Linked DNA regions of Mus musculus: region 2 is linked to region 1. A link is a contact called in public HiChIP or PLAC-seq data. All regions are on one chromosome and are shown on one strand. The core of a region is the stretch at or near the end of the contact, and the rest is flanking DNA. Distances in the headings are between cores, read along the strand shown. Region 1 has its middle 18 kb from the start of Gm40632. Region 2 overlaps Crybg1 (crystallin beta-gamma domain containing 1).

Evidence for each region. HiChIP or PLAC-seq counts read pairs in DNA pulled down with a chosen protein or histone mark.
Region 2: a contact with region 1 is called in an HNF4G HiChIP or PLAC-seq map of pancreatic cancer cells. The contact joins two enhancer-like sites. A contact is called at or near these places in 1 of 39 promoter capture datasets (pre-B cells) and 1 of 115 datasets of contacts at active chromatin or transcription factors (pancreatic cancer cells).

What each region holds. Positions count from the first base shown.
Region 1 is chr10:43,691,559-43,696,579 of GRCm38.p6, forward strand. No RefSeq gene overlaps it. Among named protein-coding and RNA genes, the nearest start is that of Gm40632, 18 kb to the left of the region's middle. Within about 2 kb of position 2,618, at least 55 of the 459 cell types and tissues checked have an H3K27ac peak or open chromatin away from gene starts, as enhancers often do. A contact at or near this core is called in pancreatic cancer cells, where this site is marked.
Region 2 is chr10:43,996,260-44,001,280 of GRCm38.p6, forward strand. Crybg1 (crystallin beta-gamma domain containing 1) reads right to left here. Exons shown (of 22, transcript NM_001368305.1): 4 at 793-3,088. Among named protein-coding and RNA genes, the nearest start is that of Gm40636, 30 kb to the left of the region's middle. Within about 2 kb of position 2,387, at least 80 of the 459 cell types and tissues checked have an H3K27ac peak or open chromatin away from gene starts, as enhancers often do. A contact at or near this core is called in pancreatic cancer cells, where this site is marked.

The sequences.
Region 1 (5,021 bases), core at 1,368-3,867:
GCAGTGACAAGTGGAGGGAAGTTTGGCTCACAGGACCAAGGTTTCTCCGACTGTAATCTTCATAGCAGATCTGAGCCACAGTTGTCTGCTTTGGTCAGTCAGACAGTAGAGTCCCCTTGGAGGACGAACATGGGGGAAGTTCAGTCGCTTTGAAGATAATGCCCTTTCCCTGCCTTCCCTTCCACTCCAGCTGTGAACAGTTGAAAAGACAACCAGGAAACAGCAGAGCCTCACGGAGAAAGGTGAAGTGTGGCTTTATGCACAGTTTCCAGGTAGCAGTTTTGACTGAGTCATAAAGCTGTCAGCTGTTTTCCCTACAGGGTTCTGAAGAGGCTTGTGGTGCGGTCTGTGATGCGATTCCACAGGGATGGGGAAGAGAGAATGTGAGAGGAGATAGCCCTTTGGTCTCCACACCCTTGGCATGAAGCAGATTGCATGACAACCACTTGACTTTGGAGACCTGTCCACCAAGGACACATCCATCTACATGTTTTGAGCACCCAGACAGGCAGCTACAGGGACAAAACAACTCCAAAGCAATTTCCCATCACCAAGCCCTGCCCTTTGAGCAAAACGTTTATGTGTGAAGCTCTCTCCCTCATCCTTACCTGCCTGCTCCCACTTCTGCTTAGCCTTCCTCCCTTACACACATTGTGCCTGGAAGCCTCTGCCTACTTAGAATATTCTAGAAGAAAATATACTCGAATTATTGATCCCCTTGCCCACTTAAAAACCTATAATAGTTTGGACTTGCTTTCAAGATCAAGGCTTAGCTAGATACTTCTGTCAACTCCAGGAAGCCATGTCACCTGCTGTTCTGGGGCATCAGTCTTGTTTCCCAGCATCCCACAGTGGGAGCTCCTGTGGCCGGCTTTCCCGGAACTCTTCTTCTAGCTGTTCTTGATATGTTTTCTCAAAGGAACTCACCCTTTCCAATGCCCTCCATGGCTGTCCTTAAAATATCAATTAAATAATTTGTTTGTTGTCTGTCCTCCTCAAAAGACTCGAATTGACTCAGTCATAGGCTAGGGGGCTGAATAGCAGAAACCATTTGTGCTGGGCAGTTCTATGTCAGTGGAGAGAGACACAAGCTAGAAAGGAGGGAAGAGGTTCAACTGAGAAAACGCTTCCCAAGATCAGGCTATAGGCAAACCTGTAAGGCATTTTCTTAATTAGGGATTGATGGAGGATGGCCCAGCCCATTGTGGGTCATGCCATCCCTGGGCTGGTGGCCTTGATTTCTTTAAGAGAGCAGGGTGAGCAAGCCATGATGAGCAGGCCGGTAAGCAGCATCCCTCCATGGCCTCTGTATCAGCTCCTGCCTCCAGGTTCCTGCCCACACAGCTTCTGGTGAGGGACTGTTCTATGGCACTGTGAGTGAAATCAACTCTTTCCTCCCCAGCTTACTTTTGGTCATGGTGTTTCAGCATAGTCATAGTGACTCTGACTAGGACACAGTCTTACAGGTCTACAGGCTGAAGGTCTAAGATCAAGATGTGAAGACGTAGGTCTCTGTCCTGGCTCTGCCTCTCTGTGTATCCTCACATGATCTCTCCGCATGTAGAGGGCCTGGAGTTCCTTCCTGTGTTCATATTTCTTCTCATAAGGCCACATTGTTAGGGTACATCCTTGTGGCCCCATTTTAACTTATATGGTCCTCTCAAAGGTCTTTTTTAACTCTTCAAAGATCCTCTGTCCAAATCGTGCCAGTGTCTGAGGTGTGGGGGTTAAGCCTTCAGCATATGAACTCTGAGGGACATGACGTAACCACAGTGGGGGTGCAGTTCTCTTGCTAGTGTTCCTGCCAGGGGGCACATGGGAGTCAGCAGAGAGTTGTTTGTGGCCCAGTGAAGTTGTTTCTCTCTGAGGTTTCCCACCACTCGCCCACAAGCCATTTGAGGCCTAAGCCCATCTCTGCCTGACAGGCTGCCCATGCCCCCGCGGAATTTTTTTTCTCTTCACCCATGCATAGTTCACATTGCCAGTTCTTATAGAGTCATTAGGGTTGCCTCCTTGACAAGACTGGCTAGCTCATGGGGGTGGGCACCTCCCACAAACCAGAAACAACTCCCCTTCCCCAAACCAATGGTGGGTGATTTCTTCATCTGGAATAATCCGAAACCACTATTGCCTCTTGTCGTTTACCAAAGTCTCCATTTAGGAGATCCTTGAAGGATGCCCAGTCAGAGGTAGGAAATGTCCCTCCTCCCTGATCACCTGCCTCTAGTTTAGAACTGGGATAGGAAAAAAGTCATGCAATTAGGTCTCCTGATGAATAAAGCATGTCTATTTCATCCTGAAAATAATGACTGCCAAGATGGAAACCATCCAGTCCTCAGCCTTTTCCATGTGGTAGATCGAAGACATCTCACTCCCTGAAGCATTCTGTGACTTAATGCTCCAAGGTATGCTAATCATAAAACAGACGGCGACATTCCTCCACCCACCAGCATCACAGATCCGTGTGGACACTGCTCTGTTTCCAGTTGTTATCTTTCACCAAGCTGGGGAGAATGTCTTCTGAGATTTAAAGAGTTAAGAGTAGTTGTGCAGTTGAACACATTCCCGGCTAAGTTAATTATTGACCTCCAGTGTGAATCACTCATGGCCTTTAGAAGTGGTATCTGAATACTTCCTCTGGCAGCAAATGTTATCCTGGCCTATTTATGGAACGGAGGCTGGGGTCAGGGACAGTATAAAGAATTAAGATACTTCCTTCCCCCCTCTGAACACTAACTGCCCCTTTAAATACTGCCTTTCTTCCTTGGCTACCTGCTCAGAGCACCTCAGTTAACTAGAAGGCTCTTGAACACCATGCCATTTTCTACACGGTCACGGGAAGAGACCAGATAACGTCTCTTTTTGTCATGAATGGAATCATGAGGACCAGCCATCTTACTGGTGTGTCCCATTCGGTTTCAGCCCTGGCAGTAGGAAAGGAACGTTTTAACATTCCGAGTAACTCTTCTCATTATACCCTAAGAGCTGGCTAAAAAACAAAGGCTTTCAGCTGATCTGAGGCTTTTCTGAGGGTTTGTGGTTAACCAAGGCCACACACCCAGTAAGCAACAAGATGGGATTTAATGGAAGTGACATGTGGTAGGGGCTGGACTCCTGTTGTATCTGGTATCAGCTCAGCTGGGCCTGCCTACTTTTACAAGAGAGAGGCCCAGTCAGGTCTCACTGGCTAAGGGGTTCAGGCTCAATGCCTGTGAAAACAGACACCAAGATAATCCGAGCTTCATTCCAGCGGCGTTAGGGCAGCTAATCCCCATTCCTTTGATGGGACAGAAAGCACAGGTGGAGGCCGGCAAGCGCTGGAAGGACCAGGCCTCTGCTTTGTTTGATCTGAGTCCTGGAGTTTTTCTCATAATGCCAAAGCCAGTTAAAGGTGTGTCAGTCCTTTACAGAAGAAGAGAAGGAGCTCTTTGGTTCTGCTTTTTTGAGACTGTGTCTGAGTCTGTTGCCCAGGTGGGTCTCGAACTCAGAGAGTGCTCCCACCACAGAATCCCAAGCTTCAATCACCTCGATGGGCTTATTTCTGGCTTGTTTCCTGTGGTGAATGAGGACCTATCAGGGTGCAGTCGACTGCTTTCCTGATACTGTACTGCAAGCTTTTATAATTATCAATAAACTTACAAAGTCTTCATTATAACAAGAATGTAAATTCATACAAACTGTTTCTCCATCCTAAAAAAAAATTAATGACAGCACTTTTTTTATTGATTTTTTTTTTTTTTTTTAGTTTGTGTGCAAAACAGTAGGTATTAATTATCATGGCGTCTGCCCCCAGATAGATATCATTGTACTTGGCTCATATCCATTCCCTGTCATCATGTCTCTGATCTTCCTCATTCCTCTGGCTGCTCCTGTGTTTATTAAGACAGGGTCTCACTCTATTGCCGAGGTTAACCTGGAATGGATGATCCTCCTGCTTCAGTGCTTTGTGCCGGGATTGCAGGCATGCTGGCAGGAGACACGCATGAGGTAAACAAGCGAATATTTCCATGGTTGGAAACTGGTGTGATTTACCAAAGCCAGCGACAAATCTTTCTGAACTTGTGTAGTCAACGGTCTGGTTTGCAGTCCAGGCCAGTGGAGCAGAGCATGCCCAGAGGCAACTGCTTCCCCCTCTGGACCCGCCCCAAAATGGGACTGGCTCGTGATAGATACAGTTGCCTCTTTTTCTTAAGTTTGTAATAGCTCCTCCGTGTAGGGTGGGAGGACCCCAAAGGAGATCTCCCGGGAATTTCAGCGAGCCCTTGGTGCCTTCAAGCCTCCCTGGAGACCATACTATAAGCAGTGGCATTTGGCTGCCAGTCTCTGTACAGAAGCCTCTAAGAGCCCGAGATTTCAACGTGAGGCTTGGCAGGCAGGCAGGCAGGTGCGCTCAAAGCCTGGCAGCCGCTGTCTTTCTCCCCAGTTCCACTTTCTGCCGTTTGAGTCAAACTCATCCCTTTCCCACCGCGTATTCCTGCACATCGGCACTTTGAGCCATCTGCTTTTTCTATATGCTTTTATTTAATAATCATGGAAACCCAGCTTTATAATCTCCAACTTCCAGAAAAAAGGAAACTGAAGTGCCAAGCACATTGGTGACTTACACATATGGAGTTAATAGAAAAATCAGCAATGTGGGTAGTCTGTGACTGTTTCTTTAGTAAAATAAAAAAAAATAATAATAATAAACAGAAAACTTAACTCTTGGCTCCAGTGAAGACGCTTAGAGTATCAGGTAACCAGGGAATGCTGCAGTGTCATAAGGATTCACACAACACCATTCTAGAGATAGGTTTGTTATGACCACTATTTTCTCTCTGTTCACTCATAAGGATATCACAAAGTTGAAAGCCTTGTCTGGTCAGTTGTGGTGTGTAGTGGGAGGAGTTGATAACTAAAAATCTAGTTTCCTAATTGTTTCTTGATTGGGTCAATAAAGATGGCCGAAGCCAATCACTGGGAGAAGGATAAGTCAGGATTTCCGGGGTGGAAGAGAAGGGGACAGATCGGGAGAGGTTTGG
Region 2 (5,021 bases), core at 1,137-3,636, 300 kb after region 1:
AGTCTCCATCAAAGAGGAAACTTCAGGCAGTTCAGAGAGGAAGAAATGGAAGCTGCATTTTGCAGCTCCCTCTATCAGGGAAAGAACGAATGCAAACTAAACTTTATGCCACAAACTTGAGGAAGACAAATTCCCATTTAGGTAGTTTCCCAACTACACATATGACGATTATGGAGAGCGAGTGAAACCTCAGAGCAAAGAGGAAGGAGAAGGGGGATCCTTGGGCTGGGCGGGGCCTTTGCAAGTAGAGGAAGCTGTTTCACACATCTTGAAAATTCTAAATATAGCACTGAGTGTTTTTACAGAGAATACAAAGAATACGAGTCTCCTAGGTTTTCTGATCGCTCAAAGCATCTTTCCTATACTTTCCATAGTACAACACTGACATTCACAAATGCCTTGAAACATAACTTATTCTCCCGGCTTGGCCACAAATGTCTTGGGGGAGGAAGTGTTGGTGTCTTTGTTTCTTGGACTCCAAGAGTTCCTTGCACATAGATTTAAAAGTGCACAGAGGTAGGGGTAGAGGGGTGAGGCAGTGGTGGTGCACACCTTTAATCATAGCACAGAGGCAGGTGGATCTCTGTGAATTCAAGGCCAGCCAGGTCTACACAACTAAATCCAGGACAGCCAGAGCTACACAAAGAAACCCTGTCTCAAAACAAAACAAAAGGTACATGGTAAACAAATAGAAACTTATTGCACATGTACAACCCCTGTAAAAATACAACCTGAGCCCCTCACTGCCTCTAGGTTTAGAAACATCCCATCTAAATAAGAATTAGTACTTACCATAGAGTCTGATAAGGACATTCCAGAAAAGGAATGGCCTGGGTCATACCGGCTTGCTTTGAAAAGGCCCAGGAAGTCCGCGTCCACGCTCCCAACATTCGGCAGGTTTGACTTCAGAATACCTTCCACGCCATCGCTGTTCTTCAGTTTGGGTAAGTCTGAAAGGTTGTTTTCTGGCAATTGTAGGTTGCCCTGAGAATTCACATCTTCCTTGCTTCCCTCTTTTTGTGGGTACTTTTCCATGTGGCTGGAACCCAGACGAGATGTATTTGATGAATTGAAATTGAAGACCTTTAAGGAGTTGTGGGGTGCAAGGTGTGGCTGTTCTTTGTCTGAGCCACAGGGCAGGCCACCCTCCTTCCTGGGCTGTACCACTGATGACTGAGATACGGAGCTGTTCTGAGAAGTGCTAAAAGATGTGCTCATTGTGTTGACTGACGTCACGGAGGGAGAAAAGACTTTGTCTTGTGGCAGAGAAGAAAGCATGCTTGAGAAAAGCGTGCTGTTTTCTAGCCGTGACCTCTTAACGCCGCCGCTGTTGATGTCCCTGTTCTCCTTGTCACTTGCTTCTGAAGTGGTCTGTGGCTCGCTCTTCCCATTACTGTTAGTGTGCAAGGACTTGAAGACGATGCTCTGCTCGGTGGATGCACGCTTGGCTCTCAGTTTGGATATGGGGTCGTGGTTCTGCAACAAGTGCAAAGCTGGTGACACCTCTGCCAGGCTTTCCTTCTTCTTCCCTAAACCAATGGTGAACACGTTGGGATCAAACACCTTTTCCAAACTGTCCTCGTGAATGGGAGGCATAGCGAAGTGAGGGGCTGGAGAGTTTGGGACCCGGGCCTTCTTCTTTTTCTGGGGCACACATACTGCACTGTCCATCTTTTTAATAATTTCAGTGAATTTTTCCATATCAGAAGAAGAATCCAAGACACTATTGTCACTACCAGCAGAAATGTTCAAAAGCCTGGTAGGGGTAAGTGGGCTGGTCGCATCTTGACCTGGCCTTTGGGGGCCTTCTGCATGACTTCTGCTGCTGGGAGAGTGGGTGAGGATGAACTCCGCTGTCTGGGGCATCCCACTGCTGCTCTGGATGGGCGGAGCCTTCTCAGGTCCTGACTGTGTGATGTGTGGTCGAGACTGTGCCACATGTCCTTCTCTGTGATGGATGTCCTTGGGTGATGTGTCTGGTGCATCCTCGTGCTGCGGAACACAAGTGGTGACAGACACCACTTCAGGCTCATTACTGTGACAGCTTGGCAGCTGTGCCTCTCTAACTTCAGAGCTCTCTGAGATGACCTGAGAGCTCACATCCTGAGGATTCTCCACGGGAAGCACAAAGGACCGGACCTGGACGAGGACTTTGGAGGGACAGTCTTTCCCCATAGTTTCTGGGCTGTGCTCTGGAGTGGAAGGGGGACTGGCTTCTCCCACTCCAGGTTTGGAGATGGGAGTTTTCTCAGTGTGAGGAGAGACTGGCGAAACACACCCATTGTGGTTTTCTGACACTTCTAGAGCAGTGCAGGGAACACTGCATATGGGAACTTGAACACAGCCATCTTGGGGAGCGTCCACAGAAATGGGTGCAGAAGGCGGGAGAGATGACTCCCTAGCTGACTCAGCCGCTGAAGCTGGCTGTGAGTCAGAAAATGCATCCTGTGGCTTTGGGGGAGCCTCTCTGGCATCACAAATGGCAGCGATGTCCTGTGCAACATCACTTGTGTTGTTAAGGACGGGGCCTTTGCTGTCAGCAGCCTCTGGCTGGCCCTCTCCTGAGAGCTCAGAGTCCTTCACAGGAACCAGAGCAGTGGGCCCTGGGTGGGAAGGATAGGCAGTGTCTGTTTGTACATCCAGCTTATCACTTTGCTCAGGCTCAGGGCGGAGGACCTGATCCTTGGTGGACTCTCCTTCCCCTCCTCTGGTGGCTGGACGAATCTCTTCTCTGGGGACAGGGACTGCTGTGCCTTTCCCTTCTGCAGATGGCTCTTTGACCACCAGGCCATTCTGGTGGCTGGTTGACACAGCTTTCTTTTCGGGTTGCTCCATTTCTTTGGCCTTTTTGGCTAAGTTCAGCTTCGCCCTCCCAACAAATGTCTTACTAGAGGGAGGATTGTTCCTTGTGTTACGGACGTCGGGGTGGCGGGGGCTACTGTTAGCCCGCTTGTTTTCAAATAAGGAGATTTTGTTGGCTGTGTTCCCCTTATGAACTGGCTGGCTAAATGAGTTGTGCTCATTTCCCAAACTGTCAGGATTCTTCGGAGTTTTCAGATTTAGTTCCACATGTTTGGGTCTGGCGGGGCTGCAAGGACAAAGCAACAGGGCAGTTAGCAGCCTGGTGTTAAGTCGACATACAAACCAGCTGCCAAAGAGACCACAAAGTCCGCATCCCCTGGTGTGTATCTGCTTTCCCATGAAACTTCCTAAACAATCCTACAAACACTAGCACATATTTTTAATATAAAGTATCTTACCTACATATGACAGATGAGACTATAAATCTAAGAAACTATTAATTTACCAAGTATTCATATTCATTCACAGTGAGTGGCACTGAACTGGCAGACATTACAAGGTATAAGGAACAAATTTAAATACTTAATGCCTTCCCATATTTTAAATGCGCAGTATGTATTTATGCATGCATGCATGCATGTGTGAAGTCAGAGGACAACCATGGGTGTCAAGGTTCGACTTTGCTGAGACAGTCTCTCGATGTTCAGCACTGCACACCCAAGTTGTCAGGTCTGGGAGCTGCCAAGCTTTTCTTGGCTCCATCTTCCATCTCACTACGGGAATGCTGGGATTAGAGACACTCATTCCCATGACCACCTTTTCTATGGGTCTCAGGTCCTCACACTGTATCCACTGAGCTGTCCCTCTGAACATGGAAAGTGTTTTTAAATCTTTCCTAAACCTGCTGCTCATCAGCATTCTGCCTTATTCCCAGTGGTTTCATATGCATAAATATTTTACTAGAATGAAAATGGCAGTGTTCATAGGGCTTGCTTGGCTGCTTGCCTTTTGCTAAGACAAAAGGATGAGTTAACATTATAACTTCCAGGGTCCTAAGACTGACTTCCTTGGAATTTTACACAAACATTAGTAGAAGCAAATTTTTTAACCATACGGCTATACCATAATTTGTTAACTGACTTTGTTAATGTGTCTAGGGCAGAGTCTCCCAGCTCATTCACATTTCTTAGGTCTAATTACTTATTACTGGGAATAATGTCTTTAGTGTACACAATGTGTTCTTTCACAATAGCAGAATGTGTTGTGTTGGCATTTGCCTGCCTTGGCCTCAGTCCTGGCTCTCACACTAATATCTGTGTGAATTTAGCCAAGGCATTTCACATATCTGGCCCATTGCTCTCTTTTGTATCTGTAACTTAAAAGGTAATACAAAACAAAACCCCTACATAATTTAGAACAGAATTAGTTTTTATTTCACACAAAACTTATGGTTAAGGGAATTTTGGAAGTCCCCTTAAGGGGTTACACTGAGGGCTAACAGAGGCTACAGGACCAGAAGGCTCCCCATGGCTGCTTTCAGACAGAGCCACTCCCACTTTTTTGTTTTATGAACCATTTTATATAAACATTCCTCAGGGCAGGCAGAGGAGCTTGTCAGTTTGTAGCCAAATGAAAACCACCGTTTGCCAAGCACTTGGGAAGTTATTTAATTTGGTTTACCCAATGTACAACTTGCCTGTTCTTTTCTAAAGAGAGAAAGCTGAGACCTAGAGAAGGTAGGTGACTCCTCTGAGGTCACCTAGCTGGTGACAAGGCCTGGGTTTGAAGCAGGAGCTCATGTCTCAGAAGCCACATTACAGTATGTGGTCAGACTAGACGGGCCTGGAGCCCCGCAGCCGCTTTCCTTATCAATGGTGTGTGTGTGTGTGTGTGTTGAACGTGGAGGGGATGGGGGATGGGAGATGGGGGTGTTCAGTGAGATATCAGGTCCATCAGAAACACAGTGTTTGCAAATGCTGTGTTAATTAATTATTGCTGTGTTAATTAATTAATGAGCAAAGGTGACAATCTGAGGAATCTTAAAAAAAGAAAGAGCGGACCAGTCAGCACAGGAAGAGAGCATCACCGAAGTAGACATCAAAGTACATCTTGGGATGTGCAAGGAGAATGTCCAGGTGAGCCCCCGGCTCCCCATGGGAAGCACATCTGCTCATTAAAGATTTACACCAGATCAAAATACCTTTTACAACCCAACTCTC